2 separate regions of the Mus musculus genome follow, and region 1 is linked to region 2. The links are chromatin contacts, called in public promoter capture Hi-C maps. All regions are on one chromosome and are shown on one strand. The core of a region is the stretch at or near the end of the contact, and the rest is flanking DNA. Distances in the headings are between cores, read along the strand shown.

Region 1 (7,324 bases), core at 256-2,755, 2.5 Mb after region 2:
TTCTTTAATACCATAGGCCACAGTGACCCCAGGAGGCTGGAAGAGAGGAAAGCCAGGCAAACTTCCGTTTGGCTAAGAACAGCCTGATTTCTATGAGGTTGGCAGTCTGAAAGCTAGTTCTCCTCTGTTAAGGAATGAACAGGTGCGAGTGTTTTTGCGCACTCCTTAAGAACGAGAAGGGAGAAGGGAAGTTTTTAAAAGCAATATGAATGAAATTGTTCTTTACTAGGAATGGTCATTTGGAACCACTCAGATTGCTTCCTTGTAAGCTTGAAGCGGGTGAGAGTTATGGGAAGTCTACTTTCAGGCAAAACTAGGGCTTGTCCAAAGTCATCCATAGGACAGCAGAGATAGATCAAAGATCAAAGGATTTCCATCCAGCAGGCCAGAGAGTGGAAGGGTGGGACTCTGAGAATAGCAGCACAGAGAAGGCTTGGGAGACAAAAGAGGGCCAGTAATCAACATTCTTTCTCTGCAGAGTGAATGAATGCTTGGTTTGATTTCCCTCTCTCCTGGTGCTAGAATTCTAGAGAAACAAACAAATAAACAACCTCTTCTGAAACAGAATAATCCACATTAGGTTGTAGTTTGTGGAAGAAGGATTTAAAAACAACACCACCTAAAAAACTATTATGCAAGAGAGGGGCTCTACGCTGGGACTGGATACAGGTGGAAGTCTTGAAATTCCCCTTTGACAGCAGGAAGTGGTCCTTATATTCCTGCACCAGCATTAAGGTCATCAGTGCCGACCGTCATGCTGGCTGGCCTCTGGTATCCGGCTCTGTGTTGCCGCAGCCGCAGAAGAGGGCAAAGAGGCTCTGTGCACTCCCTGGGCCTTTTTATTTTTACATTTGATAACTAGATTTAAGAAAAATAACAAGTATCAAGTACAACCTTTAATCTCTTAAATTTCACAGTAGGTATTCCAAATATTTGATTTTTGGCTTTTGGTAATTATATAATTTTTCAAAAAACAAAACAAAACAAAACAAAACACCACAGTGGATTTAAGACTATTCATTTAATAATTTAACTTCATAAAACATCAATACTAAATTGTAACATTGTAAACATGATTAAAATATATCTTAAGCTACTGAAGAAAGAAAAAAGAAAAAAACAACATGATCCTCAAAACAGCACAACTCTCACTTCCTTGGACACAAATATAGGAAAATTACCCAAATGATACTAACAGAACAACCTGTTAGTTAGAAGATAACAGAAGAGAGTCCTTGAGGGAAGATTCCTGGAAGGTTACAGCTGTAAACTCATTAGGGCCTTAAAATATTCCCTGAGTCTTACCAGAAAGAAAACCTTGCTATTATTCCCTTCTCATCTGCAAAGTCCGGCCACCTAGAATCACCCTGCGTCGCCCTCTGCTGGTCTCAGCCGTGAGCCACACGCTGGGTGTCCGGAGGCGGAGCATTGGCCAAGCCCCGCCCCTCCCCCAGAAGCCGCGCCCCCGTCAGCGGGCTCGCCCGCGCATCCCGCCCCTCGCCGACAACACGTTCCTGCGGGGGCGCGCGCGCGCACCTAATCCCCTGCCTTCCGGCTCGGCCGCGCAGCTCCGTTGCGCGCTCGCTCTGCGGTGGCTGGCGGGGTCGACTTCGCTGGGGACTTCCTCTGCTGGCTCTGCGTTCTGGCCGGTCAGGCGGAGCGATGCCCGCACCCTGCTTCCCGGCGTCCCGCGCGCCTGGTGACCAGTCGCTCGCTGTAGGGCTGCGGCCGTGACCCTCTGCCTCCGACTTTCACCCAGCGTCCGGCTCGGAGCTTGCTGGCCGGCGGTCTCGGAGAGGCCCTGGTAGTGTCAGGAGGTAGGCTCTCAGCTCCCGGGTGGTGCCTGCGAGCGTTATTTGTCTATTACCTGTCAGGTTGATAGGTGGCAATGTCCTAGACACAGTTGCAGGGGTAGGTATGAGTTATACGGTGGACTGATACTGAAAGGAAAACGTGTTTGGTATTTTCCTATAGGTTTCAAAGGCTCGAGTACCTCTACCACCCCAGCAGCTACTTCTGTGGTCATGGAGATCTTCTTGCACCAGGATTACTGTATGGTCTTCACCCAGCCTACCACCCCCTAGTTGCAGCCTTGGGTCCTGATTTCCACCAATGAAGTTTTTTATCCTTTCTTGAATCATGTGACATCACTTGTCCGCTGTTTCCCTTTCAGTTGCCATTAGCAATAAGTTCTTTTTGGTTTAAAGTACTGAGTTGTTTGCCTGTCCACTTACATTCTAAGAGGTGAGACAGCTCACCTCTGCTCGCTGTGACTTTCATAGGTACTCATCAAGAGTCCTTGCCTTGAAGAGAGCGTTCACTCACTTGGCTGTCTGACACAGACATCAACAGTCAGGCTGTGAGGCTTCCTGCTCCGTGTTTCTGTCTGTTAAGTGTGCAAGCCCGAGTAAAACTGTTTTCTTGAACGTAGCATAAGAAAAAAAGAAAAAGAAAAAAAGACCCATGGTAATGGCAAAAATTGATCATCATGAGAATGTTTTAGAAACCTCGGTAGGACAATATTGATTCAACTTAGAGCTTTCAGTAAGGCTGCAATTTAATGAAAAGAGCAAGGAGGAAGAAGAGAAACAAGGGTTATCTGGAGCTATTCGTTGTCATAGGAACAGGTTAAGTTCTAAAATGCAAAGGGAAAAACTCGGACTTTCGTTGAAAATTGTTATAACATCCAAGTCTTAGGGAACAGCTGAGGACTCTTAAGCCTCCATTTTCTGGTCTCTTTGTGTTCAAATCTAAGTTGTTAATTGTCTAAAATAATTAGACTAAAATGTTGGGGAAACGTAAACGTGTGGTCCTGACAATTAAAGACAAACTTGACATTATTAAGAAGCTTGAAGAAGGCAACTCCTTCAAAAAACTTTCTGTCCTGTATGGAATTGGTGAATCCACAGTTCGTGACATTAAAAAAAACAAAGAGAGAATTATAAACTATGCCAACAGTTCAGACCCAACTAGTGGGGTGTCCAAGCGTAAATCCATGAAGTCGTCAACGTATGAGGAGCTTGACAGAGTGATGATAGAATGGTTTAATCAACAGAAAACAGATGGCATTCCAGTGTCTGGAACGATCTGTGCAAAGCAGGCTAGGTTCTTCTTCGATGCATTGGGCATGGAGGGTGATTTTAATGCCTCTTCTGGCTGGCTTACTAGGTTTAAGCAGCGCCACGGTATTCCAAAGGCTGCAGGGAAAGGCACAAAATTAAAAGGGGATGAAACTGCTGCCAGTGAATTTTGTGGTAACTTTCAGGAATTTGTGGAAAGAGAAAATCTCCTACCAGAACAGATTTATGGTGCTGACCAAACTGGATTGTTCTGGAAATGTCTACCAACGAGGACATTGGCTTTTGACACGGACCAGAGTACTTGTGAATATAGGACAAGCAGAGAAAGAATCATTATTATGTGTTGTGCAAATGCCACAGGTTCACACAAGCTTAATCTCTGTGTTGTGGGGAAAGCAAAAAGACCCCGTGCATTCAAAGGTACTGACCTTTCAAACCTCCCTGTCACTTACTTCAGTCAAAAAAGTGCATGGATCGAGCCATCTGTTCTCAAACAGTGGTTTGAAAAGTGCTTTGTGCCACAGGTGCAGAAGCATCTGAAATCCAAAGGGCTTCGAGAAAAAGCAGTACTACTTTTGGATTTTCCTGCAGCACATCCAGCTGAAGAACTGCTGAGCTCAGATGATGGCAGAATAATTGTGAAATATTTGCCACCAAACGTCACAAGTCTAATTCAACCTATGAGCCAGGGAGTTCTAACCACAGTCAAAAGATATTACCGAGCAGGACTTATCCAGAAGTACATGGATGAAGGAAATGACCCAAAAACATTTTGGAAGAATTTGACTGTGTTGGATGCAATTTATGAGGCATCAAGAGCCTGGAACCAGATAAGATCAAACACCATAACCAGAGCGTGGAAAAAACTTTTCCCTGGCAATGAGGAAAACCCGAGTGTGAGCATCGATGAAGGAGCCATTTTAGCAGCTAATTTAGCAACGGTTTTGCAGAATACTGAAGACTGTGAACATGTTAACATTGAAAATATTGAGCAGTGGTTTGACTCTCGGAGTAGTGGCTCAAACTGTCAGGTGTTAGCTGACATTGTAGGTGCTGCAGACCGGGCGAAGGTCACTGAGCAAAAACCTTCTAGGAAAACTAGGAAAGCAGAACTGAATCCAGAGAAGCATATTAGTCATAAAGCTGCACTTGAATGGACTGAAAACTTGCTGGATTATCTAGAACAACAAGATGACATGCTACTCTCTGATAAGCTGGTATTGCGGAGGCTTCGGACCATTATAAGAAGAAAACAGAGAATACAAAATAAAAGTCATCTATAATACTCCCTTCTGTTGCTATGTATTTTCATCTTTGTGACTTCTATCTGCAGTGGAATTTATCTAAAGCCAAATAAATGTTACAGATGATTAGGATTAGATGATGTTTTGGATTACTTAAATTACACCTCTTTAATGTTGGCTCTGATTGAGCAATGACATGGAATTCATTTGTCAGTGTCTAAACTGTTTTATACTAATTAGATCATAGTATACTGGAGGCTGAGATATGTTGTGTACTGAATTTCAACATGTCTAGTGATGGGCAATGCACACTGTAGGCTCTCAATAAATCTTGCTCAAATTGAATTTTGATGACTTTTTCTGAATATCAGTTTGTAAAGTAAAAAATATTGGAGATGAGTTCACATTTCCATGGGTGAGACTCTTAAGAGGGTTCAGCGAAGATTGTTCTTGAAGGATTTTGCTGTGACTCTGTTGAACTAGATAACAGTGGTGTAAACCCTTGGAGACAACATTGCTTTCTGGCAAAATTTGGGCAGCAAGCTATTGAGATTGACCACTGGTGATTACAATGAAGGAAAAGGTCAATTTAAAACATCCCAAGAGAAAGGCATGGGGTGTCAGCCTTATTCTACCTGACAGAAGTTCTTTAATTGTGTGGAAGGTAAACCAGCCTTTTTTCACAAATTTTAATTTCCTAAAGAATTAGTGTTTAGAAAAATTAAAAGGTAAGTGTTATTACCTGTCATGTTTATTCTTTAAAAGGGTGTCAGCATTTTTAAAAACCTCATAGGTATTTATGTAACACTAAAGTACACCATTGTTTTCATGGGGTGTGTTTTTTGTGAAGTGCTGAGAAAATAAGCATACATACAAACTGTGGAACCAGTACATGAACAGTGAGCTGACATTTGATTGAACATGAGGGAAATACAGTACAAAGGCCTCAAGTTGGTGTGTGACCGGACCACAGCCATGTTATCCTCACATCTCTAAAACAGTAAAACAACCCATTTCTCAGATATTGAAAGGATTAAATGAGTTAATACATGACTTTTAATACTTGAGTCCTAGAAACGAGTCCTTGAGTGTTAGCTATGGTTCCTGTGCTGCAGACATTACATTTCAGAAATAGGCTGAACATATCCAGTGTGGAACCCAGAGTGATATTTCTGCATTAGGAAACTCCTTCCATAGGAAGTGAGAGGAACAAAAGCATGTGTAGTTTCAGCAGAATATGACAATTACTTCCATGTTAACAAAGAGGTTAATCCTACTTAGGATCTATTGGTTAAGTATGGAGTGATCTCTATAGACAGGTAGGTTGAAATAGGAAATGGAATTGTTCCTGGTTGTTCTTAGCACATTGGAAATGAAATACATGTTATGCTTGTTTCTAGAAGAAAAGCTCTGTGAATGTTGGCATATCCACTGAAGCAGTACAGTACCTTTTAAAGTATATAAGCTAGTAGGAAGCAACACACATAGGAAATTTTATCCAGCTATATTAGCAGGATTTCTTTGACAAACCAAAGAAATATCACAGGAGACTGGATCTAATAGGTTCTACCATTTACAATAAGATTCCTTATGATCTGAGAGGAATTTGCAGCTCCCATATAACAATTTTTTTCTGAGACTCCTATGTTTAATATTCTGCCTTTTTTTTTTATTGAGATAGCTTTAGATTCTAAAATACCTATCCTAGAAGACTTCTGGAATCCATTCTCTGACAATTCTTATATCATTATTAACACACTTTCCTCAAACTATACAGTTTCACTTACCTGGTAATCTTGAGGAAATGGAATTCTACACAGAAAAGTCATGAAGTTGGAGCCATCCACCAAGCACTAGAAAACTGAGGTTTAGCACTGTTTAAGAGTGCTGTATCATCTAGTTACCTTAATATTTTTATAGGGCTGGCCATTTCCCAGATACACATTTTATGTCTTGAACAATAATATCTGCTAAATTATAGGTCCTTTAGAGCTAGTTGTCCTTTTTTTTTAATACAAGTAAAAGTGATGATACAACATTTAGAAAACCTTTTCCACTAAAATCATCTTACATACCTTATCTGTACACAGTGCAAGCAAGAATGAGGTTGTTGCAGGTCAGCAGATTTGAAGCACAAATAGCTAGCTTCTCTGATCTCTCTGTATGTGACCACAGTAGCTTTCTGTGTCTATATCTCAGTTTCTTCAAGCATAAAAGGGTGGAAGGTTAAAAAGGCACACTCTAGATGTTCATAAATATCACCCATTAAGCAACCCAATGACTGCTGAGAAATCTGTTTCTAGACTCTTCCTAAAAAATGAGTCACAGTCCTCTCTCATGGTGAGTGTTTATGTCTCTGAGGAAGTCTGAGGACACTGGTTGAGGCTCCCAGCTTAGACACATCTCTGGAAATACTGCCTGTGCTATGAGCATAGTGGGAAGACATTGTGTTCTGCAAACCAGTTAATAACAGAAACTGGAGGCAGAAGCTGCCTTTGTTACAGTCCAAGAAAACTGGGCTAATGATTTTTTTCCCAAGTGGTAGTAGGTAGATGTTAGCTCACATACTTACTATAAGCAGAAATATAGTCAACTGTGGAAATGCCAAAGGGGAAGCAAAAGAGCAGGTATAGACTAAGACAGTAAGCAGCACTTGCAGCAACAGCACTGACCTCTGGAACTGATGAGTTTGGACACCACTGGATCTGACTGGTTCAGCATTTGCTGAGATTACACTTGTCACCTGTATCCCAGAGTGACTGTTGCAGACCCTTGTCACTCCTAAATATCCCACATTACAGAAGATTTCCCCAAAGACTAGTGAAGGAAGGTAATTTGCTCAAGACCACAGAGTTACCAGGGGTCAGGAACGGAAGAGGAGTTGGGCGATGTGGCCTACTCAGCCATACTGAGTGCATGGCTACTTCCATGTTTGCCTGTAAGGGTTGAACTGATTGAATCATCTCAACGTCCAGCATGACACCTGGCTTCCTTTAGGAG
Region 2 (7,170 bases), core at 3,699-6,198:
TGGCAATATGAAATATGTGCTCTACGAATTTACTCTAGGAAAAACAAGAACTATAAAGATTTATTAAAATGACTGTAGCCAATAAGCATAGGTGAAATAATTTATAGTAAAAACACTTAATAAAACTTTATAGATATTACTGCTGAAATATTTGACACAGAAAAATACTCATCATTTAACCGTCTCTAAAATTGCGCTTAGCATGGAGTCTAAAATTTAGGAAAAGCAAATTTTTGATTAAACGTACACACTCAAAAAGCCTCTGACAGGAGTGGGTGAGATGGCTCGGCCGGGAAAGGCACTTGCTATTCAGGCTAATAGACTAAATTCAATATCCAGGACCCATGTGAGAGAAGAGAAGAACTGAGTCCTGCAGGTTGTCCTCTGACCTCCATACATGTTCCGTGGCACTCACACACCCACAGGGCACACTCACACCCAAAGTAAGTAAATGCTTATTGTTGTTGCTGTTGGTTTAAGTATAGGAAAAGACCAGTGCCAGGGGATCCAACACCATCTTCTGGACTCCGAGGGTACAAAGCAGGTAAGCGGTACACAGACATACAAGCAGGTACTCATACACGTTAAAAAAAAAAAAAACAATGTCTTTTCAAGCTAGGAAAATATAAGATGTGATTACTTCTTTTGACTTACCTGCACTTGTACAATACAGCATACATGGTCTGTGTTTATAATAGGAATTAATAAAAACTGAATTCAATGTGAAAAGCATCATTATGAAATAGAGTTTGAACTGAATTTTCTTAAGGGATCATTAAGGTTTTTTAAATGATACATTCAAACTCAAAGTTCATTTTGTTTTGGAATGAATGCTGTTTCAGAGTTCAGTTCAGGAGCTGGAGAGATGGCTCAGTGGTTAAGAGCACAAGCTCCTCACACAGAGAACCCAGGTTGAATTCCCAGCCCCACACTGCACAGGTTACAGCCCACAGTAACTCCAGTACCAGGGATCCAACCACCTCTTCTGGTCTCCGCAGACACTGCATATGAAGTAGGCCCACATGCAGGAAGATACGCATACACATACAATAAAAATAAAGAAAATCTCTGAAAGAACAAGACCTAAGTTCACTTTTAGCAAAGAGGCCAGGGAGAACAGCCATTGGAGGACATCTCATTAGACAGATCCCTTCTGCTCCACCCTACCCTCAAGCCACTGAGTAAAATTACCCCTGCCCCAATCAAATTAATACAAATGAGGGAGAAAATAAACAGAAATCAATATGAAACTAAGTATCAAAAAACTATATTTGCTTCACGAGCTACTTCGACATAATAAATCAAATCACAGTTAACCAAAAACATCTTTATTTTTTTTAGTCTTTAAAAAAAAAAAGAAGACAAAACAAAACTCTTCTTTTCCCAAAATAACCATGATTAGCTTAGAAAAATGGATGTATATCTTCAAAGAGTTTCCCTTTAACGGAAACTTCATTTATAGACTCTAAATGTTAAAGGTTTGAAAACAACGTCGAGGAAATCCATTCATACTTCAGGCCCTTCTCCTCCGGGAACCAGCTGCATTGGAGAAAAAGAATTTATTAATAACACTACCACACCACCTAAAAAACCCTTCGTGTCCCTCGTGGACCAAAGCCAGCTTTGCCTCTCCCCCATCCTTCACATCCCATCTTCTCCAAGTCCATCTGTTAGTAATCCCTACATCACTAGCTGACGTCTAAGTTATTAATGATTCCGGATGAGCTAGAAGTCGACAAAGATTAATAAGCAAGCTAATCCTAAGGACTGTACTGGCTAGTTTTGTGTCAACTTGACACAAGCTGGAGTTATCACAGAGAAAGGAGCTTCAGTTGAGGAAATGCCTCCATGAGATCCAACTGTGGGGCATTTTCTCAATTAGTGATCAAGAGGGGAGGTCCCCTTGTGGGTGGGACCATCTCTGGGCTGGTAGTCTTGGGTTCTATAAGAAAGCAGGCTGAGCAAGCCAGGGGAAGCAAGCCAGTAAGGAACATCCCTCCATGGCCTCTGCATCAGCTCCTGCTTCCTGACCTGCTTGAGTTCCAGTCCTGATTTCCTTTGGTGATGAACAGCAGTATGGAAGTGTAAGCCAAATAAACCCTTTCCTCCCCAACTTGCTTCTTGGTCATGATGTTTGTGCAGGAATAGAAACCCTGACTAAGACAAGGACCAAAGCACTTTCAACAGCTGCCCTGAGGCACAGATCACCAAGGCTCCCTTCCCATCCTCAGTGTGTCTATCTCAGTGCCATGAACATTGCCAACGAAATAGAAGTTTAAGTCAGTTCCATAATCCCTACACTACAAAAGTAAAATAATTTCCAGAGAAAAGTTTTAATGTCTTACCATTGTTATATTATTTCCATTTAGTAGAATTTGATCTAATTTTGTAATTCTTCTTCCTTCTGGTGTAATTTCACTAAAAAGATAGATTAAATGGAGTCTGGATAAACAAGTAATCAAAGGCAGTATTAGAAACACTTTCCCTCCCTAAAAGTCCTACTGGGGTAAGGAGAATAGCTTGGTGGCAGAGCACACACACAAGGCCCTGGGTTCAATCCCTAGTGACAAAGCTGTTATTCTTACACATGATTCAATGTGAACGCATATAATTACAGTAAATATATACAGAATACAAACTGCCCATTGGATAATACTCATGTAAATATAATTCACCATAAAGCTTGTTCACACTAATTTCTTACAAATTCAGGAATAATATGAAGATAATAATCCTTTAACTGGACCTCACAAACACCAGTAAATAACGTTTCAGTATTAAGGTATTTTCCAACAAGTAATTTTTTTTATATCGATCATACTAAAGCTGCTATGGAGGTTTAAAGGAGAATGGCCTCCACTTGGTCCTCTGTTGGCAAACTGGAAATGATTAGGAGGTGTGGCCTTTTTTGGAGGAGGTGTATCACCCTGTTAGGCTTTGAGATTCCAAAAACCTAAATTATACCCACTTAGTGCGCTCGCGTTCTCTATTTACTTCTCTCTCTCTCTCTCTCTCTCTCTCTCTCTCTCTCTCTTGGTTATTATCTAACATATAAGCTCTTAGCTAGGACAGTCAGGGACTCTAACCATCTGAAACTGTAAGCAAGCCCCCAGTTAAACGCATTCTTCCATAAGATACCTTTGTCATGCTGTCTCTTCACATTAATAGAAAAAAGTAATCAAGGCACCATCTTTAATTAAAAAGAGATTTCCTCCCCTCCTCTCAAATTTTTTTAATTTTTTAAATACTACTCACAATTCTGTGACATCTTCCAACACCATATCTGAATTTAATGTTAAGAAAATAAATAAGGTTTATTCAGGTATATGTTTTTGTTTGGTTTAAAATATGTTCAACACTATGATAGTGCAAATTCAAAAGGTTTGTTGTTGGCAAGAGCCCTATCAACTGTCAGCAAACACACCTCTTAAAATACTACCAAGTTCCTGGAAAACAAAATTATTCTTAATGTAATAACCAGAAATTCTTCGGTTGTCTATAGTTCTTTCTTATATTAATACATCTTTAGAAACCTACACCATTCCCGCTTTTAAAAAGGATACTGACAAAGTCATCAAATCCTAGAAGTGTCCCGACAATTTCTTTATCACTCTTCATCACAATGTGAATTCTTGACCCTATACATTTGTCCACAAGCTCTGTGGAAGGAAAAGGGTAATTTTACCTACTTATTAGATCGACCAACATTTGAATGCCTACTTCACTTATTATTTTTTATCATTAAAGATAAGCAAAAACATTCAGTTTTTTGCTATTTATTTATTTATTTACTTACTTTTATTAATCATTCCATCTGTTTACATCTCAAATGATATTCCCCCTTCCTGGTTACCCCTCCACAACACCCCTCCCATATCTACCTTCTCCCCACTCCCCAATTGCTTCTATGAGGGTGCTCCCCCACCCACCCACCCACTCCAGCATTCTCCTTATGCTGTGGCATCAAACTCCACAGGATCAAGAGCCTCCCCTCCCAATGATGTCAAAAAAGGCCATACTCTCCTACATATGTATCTGGAACCATTCGGTAATTTTACATCTTACACAAATCTCTGTTTAATCGTTAGCACAAATGTTTGCCTTAGCTTTCACTTAACTCTTTATTTGCAATTAATAGGACTGTGATTTTTATTTAGATTATTTGATTAATGTATGAAAACACACACCATGAGGTGGGTGGAGACCATAACTGTTTTTCTTCATCAGTGTTTGTACCGATAAACAATATCTAACACTGCAAAAACTTTCAATCACAGACACATTCACTAAGCTCACCAGCCCCAAAACATGACAAGGGAGAAGCATTATTACAGACACCGGCTTTCCCGTCACTCCTTCTCTCACTTAACCTTAACTCTCTGTGCTCCTGGGCCAACCTGTTCATCTCAGCATCTTAGAATTGCTCAGCACGATGCGTGCCGGTGTGCGATCTTGAAAGCAATGGCTGTAATTCAAGTTCATTATTCAACAGTTCTCTGGCACTGCGCGGGAATTGCTTGTTGAATTAATGAACGACGGGGCTAGTTTCCAGATTTCTATTGTAAGATTCATTGTATGCCGTGGCGCACTCCTTACCCAAGCCAATACAGGGTCTACCTGATCTGGAGACCAAGAAGGCCAAGCTGAGAACTGGGACTGCGCGACTCATGACATCTTACTGGCGAGCTCAAAAAGGCCGAGCACGTCCTTCACTAAGTGGGACCCTCACCGACCACCGACAGGCAAAACGGTCTGTCTGTCTGCCCAGTGACGCCAAGGACCGGACAGCCGGGCCCGGAGGGGCGGTGGCCCAGCCTCGGCCCCCAGCGTGGAATTGCAGCAACCCGACCGCTCCCCAAACAAGACTTTTACCTAGTGGCAGGAGTTGGGACGGGTTCGTGGTCGCGTTAGCCGCCATGGCCACGCCGGAAGTGGCTAAGGACACCGGCGCAGACTTTAAAATTGCGCGCTTCCGCCCTTTTCCACAGCTGGTTCAGACAAGACTAATCCAAAGCCGATCTTGAGATCCAGAGGATCCCAATGGATCGCAGACAGATTCGATAGAGAGGTTCGGATCTCTATCCCTGCCACCAACCCAACAGGCACCTATGGTACCCCCAAGTTTTGCTAAACTTCAGAGATAATTTGCCGCCGGAAGACCAGCATACGAGATCTCTGAGTCGGTTAATTTTCCTCTAGAAGGTTGCATTTCAAGCCTGTATCTTTCTTCAGAGCAATAAAATCAATTTATATTTCCTACTATAAACTCGTTCTGCATGCTCCTCAACAACTACTCATTTTTTTTTTTTTAAGGAATCTGGTACTTTTAAGGCCAGAGGACTGAAAGTCTATAAAGCAGCATTTTTCACAAGCTTTTTTTTTTTTAGAAAAAACAAACAAACAAACAAACAAACAAAAAACTTCTACTATTATTTAATTTCTTCTTGTCGTTTCTAGGTGTCTGGTTTATTACAGGCATTAAAGTCACTATCAGTTTTCAATTTGCAGGCAACCGTAAGATGTCACTCTGTATGTTGACTCCATCATGTTTGGAAACCTTGCTATCACACTTCTGCATTGGAAAAGATTAAAAAGCCCCCTTTTAACGTGGAGTGGCCAGTAAACCCAACACTTGAGAGACAAAAGGAGGCATCTGTTGCAGGCATGGCCCTCTTAGACCCCGACACAAAATAAGAAATTAAAACTAACAAGGGCTAGCTGGTAGCTTGGCTATAGGGTACTTTCCTAGCATTCATGAGGCCCGGAGTTTGGGCCCTAGTGTTTTTTGTTTGTTCGTTTACGTGCTTGTTTTGTTGTTGTTGTTGTTGTTGTTGTTGTTGTTAAAGCAGATAAATACTTTGCCTTTGTCCATCTCATGTGACAGACTTAAAACCAAACAGCCTAAATATGAGAGATGAGCACCCTTCATTCCTCCATTGAAAAAACATATCAGTGGAATATTGTTTGACTAGCAGCTTGCTGGATACATAAAACAATGTTCAGAAAAGTCTTCAACCAAGAGAGTGGGAAGGAGGACAAATAGTACATTTCATGTGCACAGCACTATGGGATTTAATATGGAAAGCAATGAAAACTCAGCTCCATTCTCAATTCCAAGCCAGTGGTGGCTTTTTTTCCTCCACGCCCAATCTATAAGTCTTACAGATCTACTAGGTCCCAAGGCAATTACAAACACACTTGACAGCCATCCTTTTGAGGTAAGAGTCAGGATTAAGTTCCTTGTGCTTAAAACAAGTTAAAACACTGTCCCTTGGCCACAGCTTGAAGAACTGAGGAGTTGTTGGGAGTCTTCTCACACAGTGACTAAGAATGGGTAAGCAGAGAAGAGGCAAAAGCCGCATTCTGAGAAAAGGAAACATTGTGTGCAGTGGATGTGTGTCACTCCAAGCTTCTCTTGTTGATCTTGTCTTTAAACCATACCCATTTCTCCCACATTGAGCATAAAACACTTGCCTTTTCAAATCCATTTCCTGAGTAACCCCAGTCTTCACTCATTTTTTTTTCTATTTAACTGCATGATACTGCTCAATGTCCTGGTAAAGATGTTCAGTTTGCAGGACCCTGGCCAGAGATGATCACCTATCCTGACTTGTGTAGTCTTGTTGGAGGCCGATGCTGGCTGACAGCAGTGTCAATAGCTGTCAGGATTACTTGGATGTATTTTTTAATATAATTATTCAAAGTTAGCTACCCTTCAAAAACCCGATTCCTCAAGACTAAGAACACTGGGACATAGCATAGTGATTAAATCCACTGGTTCTGAATTTAGTGACTTTTAGTCAAATCCAAACTTCACAATTTTTAAAAGCTTTTAAAACTGTTTTTAAAATTACATTGAATTGTGTGCACCATATGAGTGCACACACATGTGTAATAGAAGAAAATTTGAAGGAATGTGTTCTTTCCTTCTATCATGTGTATTCCGGGGCTCAAACTCTGGTCAACAAGCATGGCAGAAAACACCTTTATCTAGAGCCATCTCACTAACCCCAACACAGTTTCTACTAATTATTTTTTCTTATGTGTACATTATTTAAGCTTTTTAAATCTTAGTTTTTCTATTAGAAGCACTGATAGTAATGGCAAACACAGTATTATTTTTAATTAATTAATTAATTAATTAATTATATGGGTGTTTCGTTTGCATGT

The links. Promoter capture Hi-C pulls out the DNA fragments that hold promoters and counts their contacts.
Region 1: a promoter capture Hi-C map of pre-B cells shows a contact between it and region 2, with 14 times the contacts expected there. The contact joins the promoter of Tigd2 here to the promoter of Lsm5 in region 2. A contact is called at or near these places in 5 of 39 promoter capture datasets (the C10 cell line, cranial neural crest, hippocampal neurons and 2 more), 5 of 484 Hi-C or Micro-C datasets (B cells, CD4 T cells and rod photoreceptor) and 1 of 9 other capture datasets (liver).

Annotation. Positions count from the first base shown.
Region 1 is chr6:59,207,365-59,214,688 of GRCm38.p6, forward strand. It overlaps Tigd2 (tigger transposable element derived 2), which reads left to right and starts at 1,506. Exons shown (of 2, transcript NM_001081145.1): 1 at 1,506-1,817; 2 at 1,975-4,669. The coding sequence starts at 2,786. The coding sequence ends at 4,363.
Region 2 is chr6:56,699,751-56,706,920 of GRCm38.p6, forward strand. It overlaps Lsm5 (LSM5 homolog, U6 small nuclear RNA and mRNA degradation associated), which reads right to left and starts at 4,949. Exons shown (of 5, transcript NM_025520.3): 1 at 4,873-4,949; 2 at 3,564-3,659; 3 at 3,256-3,283; 4 at 2,346-2,418; 5 at 1,313-1,539. The coding sequence starts at 4,918. The coding sequence ends at 1,507.